Regions from separate parts of the Mus musculus genome. Here region 1 is linked to region 2. The links are chromatin contacts, called in public Hi-C maps. All regions are on one chromosome and are shown on one strand. Each heading gives the region's core, a stretch centred on a gene start, on an enhancer-like site or on the middle of the called end of the contact. The rest is flanking DNA. Distances are from core to core; before and after follow the strand shown. Region 1 overlaps Gm14636 (predicted gene 14636). Region 2 has its middle 68 kb from the start of Mir221.

Evidence for each region. A called contact is a pair of places that touch in the nucleus more often than the background predicts.
Region 1: a contact with region 2 is called in a Hi-C map of tail fibroblasts, with 2.8 times the contacts expected there. The contact joins two enhancer-like sites. A contact is called at or near these places in 1 of 39 promoter capture datasets (liver), 4 of 484 Hi-C or Micro-C datasets (the C2C12 cell line, bone marrow-derived macrophages, embryonic fibroblasts and 1 more) and 2 of 115 datasets of contacts at active chromatin or transcription factors (CD8 T cells and embryonic stem cells).

The regions. Positions count from the first base shown.
Region 1 is chrX:19,152,720-19,159,816 of GRCm38.p6, reverse strand. Gm14636 (predicted gene 14636) reads left to right here. Exons shown (of 5, transcript NR_168020.1): 5 at 888-3,346. Among named protein-coding and RNA genes, the nearest start is that of Mir222, 9.3 kb to the right of the region's middle. Within about 2 kb of position 2,201, at least 86 of the 459 cell types and tissues checked have an H3K27ac peak or open chromatin away from gene starts, as enhancers often do. A contact at or near this core is called in the C2C12 cell line, bone marrow-derived macrophages, embryonic fibroblasts and 1 more, where this site is marked.
Region 2 is chrX:19,074,539-19,081,928 of GRCm38.p6, reverse strand. No RefSeq gene overlaps it. Among named protein-coding and RNA genes, the nearest start is that of Mir221, 68 kb to the left of the region's middle. Within about 2 kb of position 1,673, at least 26 of the 459 cell types and tissues checked have an H3K27ac peak or open chromatin away from gene starts, as enhancers often do. A contact at or near this core is called in the C2C12 cell line, bone marrow-derived macrophages, embryonic fibroblasts and 1 more, where this site is marked.

The sequences.
Region 1 (7,097 bases), core at 952-3,451, 77 kb before region 2:
TTTTTGTTTGATACTTGTCATTCGGGAGCCACTATACCTCTCACAGACAGACACACAATATTTAAACATTTTCTGTCAATCAGATTCCTTGCTTAAATGGAGAAAAAAAGACTTGTGAGGGAAATCTATGCAGCAAAAATGGCTGGATGGATACACTGACTTCCTTCTTTTATGGCTAAATTATAAATATGATTTCATACCACTTAAACTTTCAAATCATTTCTATACAGAAAAGTAAATGTTAACAGAAGCCTCCCTAAAGATATCTTTAGAAAATAGTTTAAATAAAAAGAATTCTCAGAAGAAAGAGAACTGCAATGGACACATGAAGATGGATTATTTAGGAATCTGCTTTCCATAGTAAAATGCTTCTAGAAGGTAGGCGGTAGTTACTAACTAGAAGAAGAGGGATATTTCCAAGGATATGTGTGATAGGTAATCTAAAGAGGCAAACCCCCATTACACTGTATAAACCCAGGGTGGGTACAAATTGTAGGAGGCTTTCCTTTGGTAAAGTGATGGTTTCATGATTCTAGTTATGATGATTATTATGAAGCTTCTAGTAAACAAAGACAAAGGAGCTCAATGTAGGTAGTTCTTCCTCTCCTGTGTATTCAGAGAGGTGAAGAGCTTGACTATTTAATGGTGCCATGTTTTTAGTTATGTTTACCTGTAATTCTCTTCTCATGCAGCATGTCTTTGAGCATTTTGTTTATAACTTGAATCAGCTTAGGTTTTTCATTATGTTCTATATTCAGTTCTCTCTAATATATATATATATATATATATATATATATGTGTGTGTGTGTGTGTGTGTGTGTGTGTGTGTGTGTGTGTGTGTATTTAAACATATGTATTTAAACATAATTATGTTTCTCACAATTTAGGAATTGTTAAAGCATACTGACTACAACTGGAGACAAAAATGGAACCTAAGAAAATAAAATCACTTGGGAAGGATGTGAATTCATATATCTTTTCTCTTAAAGTTGTTTTGAAAAGTAAGTACTTGCCATTCCTAATTGTTTTTGTTTTGCTTTTTTTTTTTGTAATCTGATACTGAAAGCGTTGATTTGTGCATAAAGTATATATAGTTACTGCCATCTGGGAGTTTGCATTTTAAGTGACATGGCATGGGTAAGAACAGACATAAAACATATACACACCATTATATAGACAACTAGACTAGATCTAGCCTGACAACAAATGGAGCTTGATATTCATAGATCTTACCTGAGTGGATGTTATTTCATGATATCTGAACCCTTGTCCAAACTCTATATCATCTGGCCTGACTAGCTAGTGATGTATTCCTGTTAACCTTTATATTCTTGTTTAGCAAGAGTCCCATCTGCATAAAAGAGTTACTTCTTTTGTCATTTTGGTTTGGTTCAGCTGGGAGGGATAGCATCATTGCTTCAGGCTGAAATGGACTAATCTGTTTCACTTGTGGGTAAGGAGAAACGAATACTTTGAGAACAGTGTGGCGTGGGGGAGAAAGGACACAATTGCTGCCTTTCATCCTTCCCTGCCCTGGCTCAGGATCCCAGTGTGGAAATGGGGATGCTTAGGACTTAATGAGCACATTTATTTCCTTGGATGAGTTGCATAGGGAACCAAAAGGAAGATGAAGAAATGGACATGTAGGAAGTAGGGAAGTCCTAGGGGAGTGAAGAACCCGTTGCTTTCAAGCCCAGGTGTCAGCCCTTTATTCTCCCTGGTGGCTGGGACATGCTGCCCCACCCCTGCTTCCATCCTATGAATCAAGTGACTGCTTAGAACTGAGCACCACTTTGCTGAGTAACTGAGGAGAGTGAGGAATTCAAGAATGGCCTTTTAAGGCACCATTTTGTATGAATCATCCTGCGTACATCTCTCTACTGAATCTACTTCTAGAAATAGAGAGCTACCTTCTTGTCTTGAAGACAACAGCACACATTGTCTGTAAGCATTGTGTTGTGCTCACTCCTTCCTCCGAGGCCTAATCTCCTGTCCTTGGTCCTTCTTGTATGTTCCCTGAAATTTCCCTCTCCTGCCATGTAAATCCAGACAACTTTCTGCCTGCATTCTATTTCTGCCTTTGAATTGAGTCTCTTCGAAACAATTGTGTGGTGGCTGGGCACTGCAAAATGAGTCAGTTCCTACAGTTTGGTTACAAGTTCTCAAAAAGTATTTCAGAATGTGGATGTGGTCAGCAGAGTCATTTTCCAGGCATCTAAAAGGAAACCCACATCAACTGTAACAATTGAGCTCTGACCGGATGGTGCCATACAACAGAACCAAGGCCTATTTTCTCTTAGAGCAATGCCTAGAGCCATACACGAATTTATCTGCTCCTAGCACATCTTCAATGGAAAGTCTTGTTCTTGTTTGCAGGTCACATTTTATTTGCCACCATTTGAAAAACAATGTGACACAGGTTTTAACCTTATTTACTTTTGGATGTTGGTCTGAATTTGAAAAATTATTAATTATTTTTATAAACTAGAATCAGTGAGACTAGAGTATGATTAGTAGATGACTTGAAGTATGACTTATGGATGAAAAGTGGGTAATTTTTCTGAGGAATAACCAAGGGGCACTTTTAGATATCATGTAGTACATAGGATTACCTCATTTCCTAATTATGTTCTGGATCTTTCAGCGTTGGTCATATAAATAATTAAATTCTTTTCAAGCTTTGAAGATGTTTCAAGCTCATCAACAACAGAATATTTTAGCTTAGCATGGGCTTTAGAAAAATCTTTTGTGGCTATTTACTTACTTGTGTACCATAAGTTCTGTAAAATCTGATTGAGCTGGTCTTCAACCATTCATGAAAGCTGATGACATTTTCAATAATAAAAAAAAAAGCAAGATTAAAACATGAGCAAAGGGTCTCCACAGATCCTTCACAGAAGAAGATACCCATATTGGAGATAAGTGCATGAAGGTGTTCTACATCATTATTCATTGGGGAAATATAAGTAATAACTACATACTGTTTGAATGGCTGAAATGTAAAAAGACTGACCAGCAAGTAGAAGTTGAAGATGCAGAGATTTGGGGCTCTCGGTGACATTTAGGAAGAAATGTGAAATGGTAGAAACAATTTAGAAGACAATTTAGCAATTTCATAAAATGTCAGACACATACTTACCATGTGACCCAGATGTCCTATTTAGAGAGACAAGAAAGCAATGTTGTATGTGAATGCCCATAGCAATTTTATTAGTTATAGTCAAAAACTAGAAAAGCACAAATGTCCAACTGCAAGTTAATGGGTGAACAAATCAACAGTGTACCTCAATGGATACTGCTCAGTAATGTAATATGTTACTACTTTAAATAAAAGGAAGAGCCCTTACTTATGAGAAGATACTCTATGTAATTCTGCTTACATCAATTTCTAGAAACGCTTTGTGGAAATTGCAGGAGTGATTGTATGAAGTGGCAAACAGAGGGGTGGGTAGCAAGAGGTCAGGGTTGCAAAAGGGCAAAAGGAAAGCATATCTAGTCAATAATTTCACTTTATTATTTATGTCGATGTTTCATGGGTGATTCTGTTTTGCAAACTTCCCAATCATCTAATTTAATTATGTGTGGTTTATTGTGAGTTGGTTATTTCTCAGTTTTAGAAAAATCGGAAGAAAACAAGATATCATTGTTACAGTAGATAGAGGGTTTGAAAATGTCCCTATTTGGCAAAATCAAGATTATCCTGTCTTTGGAAAGTAAAACTTGTTAGAGTTTTAATGGTTTGAGTATTGAAATACCGAACTTCTAGTGTAGAAGACCAACCAAAGTTGAACAGTGAATATAATCTGTAACTGTCCTATCTCTCACTACTCCTTGTCATTTAAATTCATTTTCAGGAAGTGTTTCTTTCCCCCAACACTGGTGGGACAGCCATCTGCTGGCTTTATAAACATGAACTTAGCCACCACTGTAGGGCTTGCATGCAGCAAGGCTGCAGCTTCTGAAGCTAGCCTGAGGTTATATGGTACCTATCTCATTGTGTACAAGCCTTTCCTTGCTCACATGGATCAGAATTGTTTCCTTTTGTTTGAAGAGTAAAGGGGCTCAGAAAGGCCAAGCTGTTTCCTGAATCACAGGAACCCTTGTGTTTCTTTCTCTGGTCAGAATTGTCTCCATTCTCTCTAGCTACTTGCTACATACACCTTGCTACTTTCCCAAACTTGTATCAGTGACTATTTGACCAAGACTCTTAGCTCACTGATCTTTAAGAGTTCTTTTTATATATGTAAAACCCTAAAAAAAGACCCCCATGTAAGCCTCAGTTTCCCCATCTATAAACAGATAATACCACAAGTGCTTAGTTTTCAAAGGTTCTTATAAGATTCAGAGACTCAGAGAAAGCCCAGCTCTATGTACATCAGCATTGCCTGTGTAATTATCCACATCAGTCTGTATTACTGGAACAGTACTGAGTAGAGACTAGAGTGGACCCTCTGGGACATTGAAAGTGAGGGACATTGAAATGGTAGTCTAATTCCATGTGGTACCCTATGGCTTTATTCAAAACTGGAATATAACACAGTGAATAAAATCCTGTAATTATTTCTAGCTCTTTCTAAAGGGATACTAAATAATAAATAATTGGCTGACAATGACTCACAAAGCCATAGGTGAAGGCAGGTACTGTTGAGTTTTTCTCCTGGAAAATTGGTCCATGTATTGGTATACTCCTTTCTCACCTGGCGTATGTTGATAGCATATTTCTTCTTCAGGTACCTGTCACTTTCAGTGTCCCTCACTATCTCTTTTAGTTTTTCTCCTATTTGGTTTTGAGGAAATTGCCTCCAGAGAACTTCTTACATAATTTGCTACCCAAACTTGTTGATGCTCATGTGATAAACTATACAGGGACCAAGTATAGCCTCCAGTACTCTGAGATGGTACTTAACAAACATGTATTGAGGGAGTATATGAAGAGTTCTGTGGGCAAGCAAATTTAAGACTCTGAGAGGAAAAAAAATAGTCTGCCTGTCTGCTAGGTTTTTCAGAACCTTTTATGTTTAGAGGGAAATAATGCTGTGTGCAATTTTTTTCATATGTAGTAAAGTCAAAAAACTGTGGGGTTGTTTGTGTTTGTGTTTGTTTTGTGGCTTGTATCCTGGTTTAGGGCTCCAGTAGAAACACTGTTTTGTAGCTTCTTTGGTGTACTGGTAAATAACAGTTTTCCTAATTTGCTTTCTGTCTTTCCCTATTCTCACGTTGAAAACAAAACACAGCTTGTTTTCTCAGATCTTGAGAGGTCTTGTCTCTTAATGTTGTGTCCATGTTTGGAGAATCACTCAGCTGTATTTTAGCTTTAAAAACATTAGGGGCTATATTAATAAAGGTGAACAAGGAAGGTAATATTCTGTCTGGAAATGAAACTCAGTCAGTGAAAAGTCTGTTCCTTTGTTTCATTTTGGCCAAATCATCTGCTACTGCTTGTTTATCATTTATGACTCTGTTCTTTGCCAGTTTTTATAGGGACAGGAAGAAATGTGGTGATGGGCATGGCAGCTCCCAACAGTCTGTGTAGGATTTCTGTATTATTGCTACCACTGTTAAAGTTGGAAAGTGAAAGAATGGCCATGTCTGGGCCTTTTTTTTCCACTTTGTTTCCAAAACAACAAAGAGTTTGATCGTCTGAATAAGGTTTACAAGAGAGAACGTGTCAGAAAATGAATAGTTATTTCCCATGAAAACCTGAGACAGTCTTTCTACCATAGGAAGCAGGAGAATAAACTTGGACTTTGGGACCTGGAGCCTCAACTTCAGCTGCGGAAAAAATGCAGAGCCTTCTGTTGGGAGTGGAGTGGCTTGATATAGATGCCAGCGCCTCACACATGATAGGTAGCCACTGAGCTACATCCCTTCCTTCTTAACGCCTCTCCTTTTTAACTGATAGTTACATTCCTGGAGCATATTGGCAGTCCCCTCAACCCCACCTCACTTTCAGCTAAGTCTCTCAAGGCACACCTCTTCTGACCTCTTCTTCCACTCACAGAAAGAGGAACCAGATTTCCCCTGTGTTACTTACCATCAATATAAACAGCATTTTTATTCCTGTCATTTCCCCCTTTCAACCTAGTAATGAAGTTGGCCACTGTTTCTCTGCACAGAAAGAAAGACTTTTCCTTTTTCTCTTGCCTTCCTCCAAGCTTAGGGATAGTCCTTGCTTTGCTGTGTGTTCTGGACTCTAACCTTTTCTAACTTTTTAAATTAAGCCCACAAAAATTACTTTCCTCCCTTCCCAACCTTTCAGATTTTCTCCACCTCCTAATCCTCATCTTCTACAGAGCCATTCAAGAAGCTGATGTCTCTACTGAGGAATGTCAGGGCACTTGTCTTCTCCTACCTATATTTCTAGTTTTGTTGTAGTGGCTGACATTCCCTGTAGTTCGTCACTAGTAGTGACCCTTTTTAGTATCCTCCTTCCTTTTTATATTGTATATTGTATAGTATAACAATAAATGATCTCCAGTTGAAAGTAGATCTTTCATTTTTTTTTAAATGTTTACCTCTTGTGTGTGGTGCATAGGCCAGAGGTCAATCATCAGTGTTGTCTTTGGATACTGTCCACCTTGTTTTCAGACCTTGTCTTGTTGGAAATCATCAATTAGAGGAGGCTCCCTGGTTAGCAAGCCCAAAGAATCCACCTGTCTTCATCTCTCTCTCTCAGTTGCTAGTATTATAACCAAACACTTTGTTGTATGTTTTTCCAACTTTGGTTCGGTGAACCAAATGCACATCCTCCTGCTTTTATGGCAAGCACTTTAGAGACTTTTTAAAATATCTTCCCAGCCCTACCCTTCTCAATTGTTAACTTTGAGTTCTGACTCACTTCATGGTGTTTCTCTACGTATTTTTTTTTTGATTTCCAGAACTGGCCATGTACTGGGAAAACCCTTCCAGGGTCAGTATGGGCACAGTTCAGCATCTACAACTAAACTAAGGCCAGAAGGAGAATGCTATTGTCAGGATGTGGCATGGTCCTTGGTTTATACTAAGCTGTTTCCAACAAAATACTTGTTTCTAGAGCCAATTAAAAAAAAAAGCAGATTTATTTTCACTGCATGGCAACCAGCCTTAACAACTTTGGC
Region 2 (7,390 bases), core at 424-2,923:
TGTTGGTCCAGTGTCTGAGAGATCTTGGGGGTCCAATTAATTGAGACTGCTGGTCCTTGTACAGGGTCGCCCTCCTCCTCAGCTTCTTCCAGCTTTTCCCTAATTCAACCATAGGGATCAGCAGCTTCTGTCCATTGGTTGGGTGCAAATACCTACATCTGACTCAGCTGCTTGTTGGGTCTTTTGGAAGGCAGTCATGATAGGTCCCTTTCTGTGGGTGTTCCATAGCCTCAGTAATAGTGTCAAAATTCTTATTCTGAGAATAAATGTTTAATCTTCACATGGGCATAAATCTTCACTCTGAACTTTTCCCTTCACACCAGCAAATACTATTTCAAGACAAGTGCTGGCTTATTTATACATGATAACATAGAGATTGGCACATTTTTGAATGTGAGACTGCTGTGGGACAGCCTAAAACAGATTTCAGTAAAGCAAAATTGTTTTGACAATTGCAATTGGAGATCTCCCTCTCCCTCTCCCTCTCCCTCTCCCTCTCCCTCTCCCTCTCCCTCCCCCTCCCCCTCTCCCTCTCCCTCTCCGTCTCCCTCTCTCCCTCTCTCCCTCTCTCCCTCTCTCCCTCTCCCTCTCTCCCTCTCCCTCTCTCCCTCTCCCTCTCTCCCTCTCCCTCTCCCTCTCCCTCTCCCTCTCCCTCTCCCTCTCCCTCTCCCTCTCCCTCTCCCTCTCCCTCTCCCTCTCCCTCTCCCTCTCCCACACAGAGTTTTACATATTTACATATTTAGCCTCAAACTCACTGTGTAGCTGAGATTGGTTTTGAACTCGTGATTTCCTGCTTCTCCCTTTCAGGTCTCTGTCAACACAGTTCTTACTGTGACCATCTCTTCAGGGATCAGGAAATACAATCTCCTGGGAAATGTATTCATACTTCTCAGTGCTAATTCTCTTTTATCTGCAAAATCTTGACCCTTTAAGACCGCCTTGAACAATAACAACAACAGCAAATAAAATTAGCTTGATAAAGTTACTTCACATTTTATATTCAGGAAATTGAATATAAAAATCTCTGGAGCATAAATGGTTAAAAAGTCAGTTTCCTCTTGTGTTTACATGTCTCAGACATCATTTATTCATTTTCTAGAGGTTCAGAGGATAGGGATAGTTTGCCTGGTATTAAATTTTAGTGTGCCATTCTTTAGTGTGTGTGTTCATTCATGTGTGTTTCTCATATTGAAAAAACCAGAAGATTGAACACCTTCAGGCCCAAGAGCCTCTCTTCCCACTAATGTCCAACAAAGCCATCTCCTGCCACATATGTGGCTAGCACCAGGGCAGGAAGATGGCAGTGGGGGCGGGGGGCACCCTCATAGAGGCAGGGTGAGGGCAGATGGAATAGGAGGTTTCCAAAGGGGAGCCCTGGAAAGGGAAAAACATTTGAAATGTAAATAAAGAAAATATCCAATTTAAAAACAAAACAATATAGGTGGGGTGGAGGTGAAACTTCTCTTTTTGCTTGTTGTTTGTTGTTTTGTTGGTAAAATCTAACCTTTTAAATAAAACATCATTTTTTAAAAAAGCAAAAGAAAAGAAAAAAACAAAAAAAAAAAATGGGCTTCCTTGCCCACCACAGAAAAAATGTAACACAGAACCCTTCCTAAGAGCATGGAAGGCCAAAAGCAGGCAGCATAGATCAGGGTGGTCAGGAACTTTTGTTATTTCCAGAAGGAAACATGAGTCACAGTGTGTGACATTTCAGAGGACTGAATCAGAGCTGTCCAGGAAGTGAGTTCTCCGACAATTTAATTTAGAATCACAATGGAATTTAATTTAATGCCTGCCTTCATAACTGTGCCGTTCTCTAAGATGGCTGCAGATGTAGACATCCTAATTATTTCCCTAAAAGAACAGTAAGTAATTTAAGAGTTGAAGTATTCTAATCCACTTTTCAAGCCTGGAGATTATAATTAATATATATGTTTTGAAAAAGATAAAATAAAGTGGTTAAGAGAAAGAGGGAGGACACTGCTAGAAAATCTATTAATAAAATGAACAAGGATGAAGTTAAATTATAGTGTCTGAAACTTAAAGTATTATTGGCAGCTAAGCTTCTTAATAAACATCAGTGTTTTGTTTGTGGCCATATGTACTTGAGAAAAATCCTTCCACATTCTTAAATTACTCATGGCAGCAAGATTTGGTTTTCTTATGCAAAGGCTCAGTGAAGCTTCAAAGTACTCACAAATGCTGTACATACTATTTCAGAGAATTATAGCTATGACCGAGATCTTGAGGATGAAGAGAAATACTGATTTGAGGATCAGTGGAAGCAGGACACTGTTTGGGGGTAGTATTATGGTTTGCATATGAAATGTCCCTAATGGGCTCCTGTGTTTGAAGAGTTGGTGCCAAGATGCTGATACTATTTGGGGAGTTTGTGGAATCCTTAGGCCATATGGCCTGGCTAGCAGAGCTGGTTACTATGGGCAAGTCTTGAAGGTGTCATAGTTGCTCCTGGCTAAGTTTTCTGCTTTCTGACCTGCCAAGGAATGAAAAATGCATCTCAACAATGAGAAACTGTAGTTTTTATCATTTTCCTTGTGTTTGTGATAAAATACTGTGACAGAAGCAACATAAGAGAGAAAAGGCTTATTTTAGTTGCAGTTAGTGTGAGAGTGCAGTCCATCATAGTGGAGAAGAAATGGTAGCAGGAGCTTGAAGTAGTTAGTTGCATTGGAGTAAAGGAATGCTTGTGTTCAACTGTCTTGGTCTCTCTCTCTCTGTCTCTCTGTATCTGTCTCTGTCTGTTTCTCTCTCTCTCTCTCTCTCTCTCTCTCTCTCTCTCTCTCTCTCTCTCTCTGTGTGTGTGTGTGTGTGTGTGTGTGTGTGTGTGTTTGTGTGTGTGTCTCCTCTTTCTTTTGTAGGTAGCCCAAGCCAGGCCCACTTCTATGATCGGGTCATCCCTCTTCTGTTAATGTAATCAAGTTAATCCATCATAGGTATTGCCAATTCCTCATAGGCATGCACAGAGGCTTGTCTCCTAGGTGAGTGTAGATTCTATCAAGTTGATAATCAATATTAACCATCACATCTGTCTTCCCTGAACTGAGCTAATGTAAATCCTTTCTCCTTCCTTAGCTTCTGTCAGGCATTATGTCATTGCAATGAGAAAATTAACCAATAAAGGTATGAGACACATAGAAGAAATAGAGGCAAGATACCAAGATGGGATGTGTTTCTAGGACTAGTTGGAAACTATCATGATAGTTGAGATAAAATCATTAAAGGGTGATTTCACATTAGAATCAGAGAGTAAAGAAAAACTTTCAAATTATCATTTCAGGGGCTACTACTTCTAATCTCTACTGTATCTTGAAGGCTATGAGGGGGTTGTTAGCATGGCTGTTTCTTGTGCTTGGTTTTCCTCAAAATTAACCACTTGCTCTTATTGCTCTTGGAAATTCTGTCTGGGGAAGTTAAACTGGAAAGACCTTAGGAACATATATGTTCATAGGAAGAAAGAAGAAAGAAGAATGTATGCTTCACTTTGAAAAATTTAGGATGGGGACATACACACACAGATACATGCACACACTCACACACTGTGGCCTCCATGTCCATTTGGGACAGAAAAGGATAACAAGCTCCGTAGTCTTGCTTCTATTACAAACCATTTCTTCTGACCTTATGCAGATATAAAAAGACATTATCACCATCAGGATTCAAAAGAACTTTTAAATTTTTCTCTCTAGTACAGGCTTAAAATGGAGCCAGGATATGTCCCTGGCTGGGACTATGGAGGTGACATTTTGTCCCATACAACTTCTAAATACTTAGCAGACCACACAATTTTTACTTCTGAGATATCCTGGTAGCACCACAGAAAGTATGGTGCATAGACAAAGAAATAGAAAACAACAAGATATTTAATATGGAGGACTAGTTTTAAGTCTCTAGATTGTCCCAATAAATTATGGACTTGGGAAATCCCAGCCTGAACTCCAGTGTGATGATTGCTAGAAGGAAGACCAGGACAGTAGAGTCTCAGAAAAGATTTAGTGCCATTAAGTGCTAGGTGGGAGGAAAAGCCATAATGCTCTGCATTTTACCATATATGTTTTAAGGGCTTTCCTTCTTCTAGACTATTCTTCTCTTCCTTGGCTGTAAGCTGAGTACAACTCAAAGCTACCTCCTGCTCTTCTTGCCTTTTCCCACCACTACTTGAGCTATAACTTTTTCCTTTTTCACTTGAACTAGGTTCTGTAGGTAACAACGACTTCCACGTTATCCTTTAATCTTGCAGATTCATGTTCTTTCCACGATTCTCCACCTGTGTTCACACTCCTTGCTGCTCCACCTGGTCAAATACTGGCTCTTTTGAGAGTCTTTCCCTGATCAATATCCAGTTTCCTTTATTCTGCTTAATTTCTTCCCATAACACTTAAAACAAATGTCTGTAATTAGTTACTTGAAGGTTTAAAAAATGTAGTTCATAGTAACTTTTAGATCTGCAGGTCTAAAGATGCAAACAATATATTCCTAATCCAGTTTCTCCTACTGTTGGTGAATTGGGTTGCTATGGTGCATTTGATAGAAACATGGACCCAAGACTGATATACTACTAAGTAATCTTAGTACTTTATTCAAATTGACTTAGCATTCCTTGTCTATTCTATGGGCCCATCAAGATTTCCACATAACATCAAATATAATTCCTTAGTTTCTTATCTTTTGCCTCAAGTCAGAGTCTTACTATGTAACTTTTGCTGGCTAAGAACTCTCTATGTAGATCAGGTTAGCCTCAAACTCAGAGAGATCTACCTGCTTCTGATTTCCAAGTGCTGGGTTTAAAGGTAGGTACCACTATTCCTGGCCCTTAGTTTTATCTTATTTGTGACTGTTTCTCAGATTTTGTGTTGTTTTGATGACAATTTTGAGAGACAGTTGTGGTATGTTTCTCATATCGGGTTTTCTTGGATACACCAGGGTATGTGATTTTGGAAGGAAAATATACAGAAGCCAGGTGCCATTCTTCTCACATTGCATCAAGAGCTCAAACTACTAAATGATCTATTGCTGCTGATGTTCACTTTGATTAGTAAGGCAGTGTTTGTAAAGTCTTTCTCCTAGAAAGTCCTCTGCCCCCACTCTTTTGTATTTACTTTCTTCTTTGTGCTCTGGAAATAATTCACTTCAAAGTAAAAGGGTATAGAGTTGAATTCTTCTTCCTTATGAAATAAGTTTAGAGAAGAAGGGGGAAGAGGAGGAAATTTATATTTGCGTGTGTGTGTGTGTGTGTGTGTGTGTGTGTGTGTGGTGTATGTGTGTCTTTGAAACAGAATCTCACTATATGTTCTCAGATAACCTGGAACTTTCTATCTAGACCAAACTGGACTCAAATGTACCTGCCTCTGCTTCCTACATGCTGGAGTCTAAAGGAATGTGCTACTGTGCCTTGATGGACAGAGATTTTTGATTGTTTGATTTCCTGTTGTATCCTAAGTCCATAGGGAAGTTTTGGACACAGAATATATGCTCAGTAAATATACTTATGGAACGAGTGAAAGTCTTTACTTTTGCTCTTCCTCTCTCCCTTATTATTATCCATAGTAAAGTTAATAAAAGCATGTAGGAGTATATATGTGTCAGGCCTATGTGTAGGTCTAAGTCACCATCTCTTCAAAAGGATAGGTTATGTATTGCACTCTGATAGAAGAAGGATTCCATGTGTAGAACTCTACTCTAGTACATTCAACTATTTGTTTTTTATAGTTGTTTCCTTAACTCTGTCCATGTTCCTTTGATAGAATTTTAACTATATAAAGATTTTATACATTCCACCTTTAGGAAACTTGGAGAGAAATGGCTGGATATGTACAGTTTCATTAAGCATATTTTAGTTTTCTTATGCTGCTAACTAGAAAGTAGTTTTATTTTACTGTTTGATTTCATTTATTTTATGTTTCCTATAATAGAACAGGGAAAAACTATCTATCTATCTATCTATCTATCTATCTATCTATCTATCTATCTCACATACAAATCAGTGTGTGCCCATCTGGGGCTATGTAGCTCCCATCTTCTTGTAGTTTTCTTGTAGTTCCAGAATTTAAACCCTCAAAACATCTCAAGAGCTATAGAAATATAGACAAGAAGAGCTCTACAAAGGTCATTCTTGAAGGCATGCTCTTCAAACTTTAGAATGCATACAAATCACCTGGAAGGCTTTTAGAAAAACATTGCTTTTCATTACCCCCAAGTTACCTGATTCAATATCTTTGGTATGAGGTCTATGAATTTATATTTCTAATAACTTTCCATGTGATGGTGATCATGTTAGTCTGAACATCACATCATTATTTTAAGCAAAAGAATTGACTTGCTTAAATTGGCAATAAAGGCCTTGACAGAAACAAAGGTGACATAAAAATATTGTGTAGATAACCTCAAACAAAGATCATAGGGGGAGAAACACATCTATGATAAGCAAATCAAATATTTAAAGAAGCTGAACATCGAACTTGAAAGAAGCTCCATTGGGCAAAGACAAAACAATCTAACTTTCAAAAAGACTAGTCATTAAAATAAAAAACAAATGTATTTAAATCAGTAGTTCCTAGTATATTAAAGACCTTTTAGTCACTATCAGGATATAATAAAGGAAGGAAACCATGTGTTTATCTTGATTTTAGCACATCAACCCTCTCTCTACATAACAATTATAAAAGAGAGGCAATATATTTTATAAAAGTATTTAACTCACAAAGTAGGAACTAACAGAAATAAGATTCCATTATTTTATATCTTCCGGCATAAATGTTCCAAAAATTATAAACTACTTGGCAATTGAACATTCTGGTTAATCACAGTTACTATAATTCTCAGAGCCACATTTGACATTGGTTGTGACTATGCTACTTGTGAGCCAAGATTCTGGTCAAGAAACAATATATATTATCGATATTCTTGGGGGATCCTTGAACTTGAAGTTTTATTTATATACACACACATGCATGTAGAGTGGAATACAAATTTCATAAAGTTTCACTATAAAGTTTAAAATTTTAAAGAAATGTCTTATTGAAAGTGTATCACATTAGAACTCTACTGAAGTTTCTCTCATTTTAGGAGTTTGATTCTGTGAAGACATTGCTATTTGAAAGTCTTTAGAGGCTGCCCTTTTCTATTGACTATCTCAGATAAGATAGTCAGGAATGAAAAGATTACATATACTGGAAATGGTTCTCTACATTAACAGGAATAAAGTAGAACTAATAATAAGAACATGGCCATATGATTGAATACATAATTGTACCCCCATCATATCATTAGTAGCTGGGAAGAGAACCCCCTTTTGATGTGTGTGTGTGTGTACATGTGAATGTGGAGACCAGATATTGATGTCTGTTTCTTCCTGGATAACCATTTGTCTACT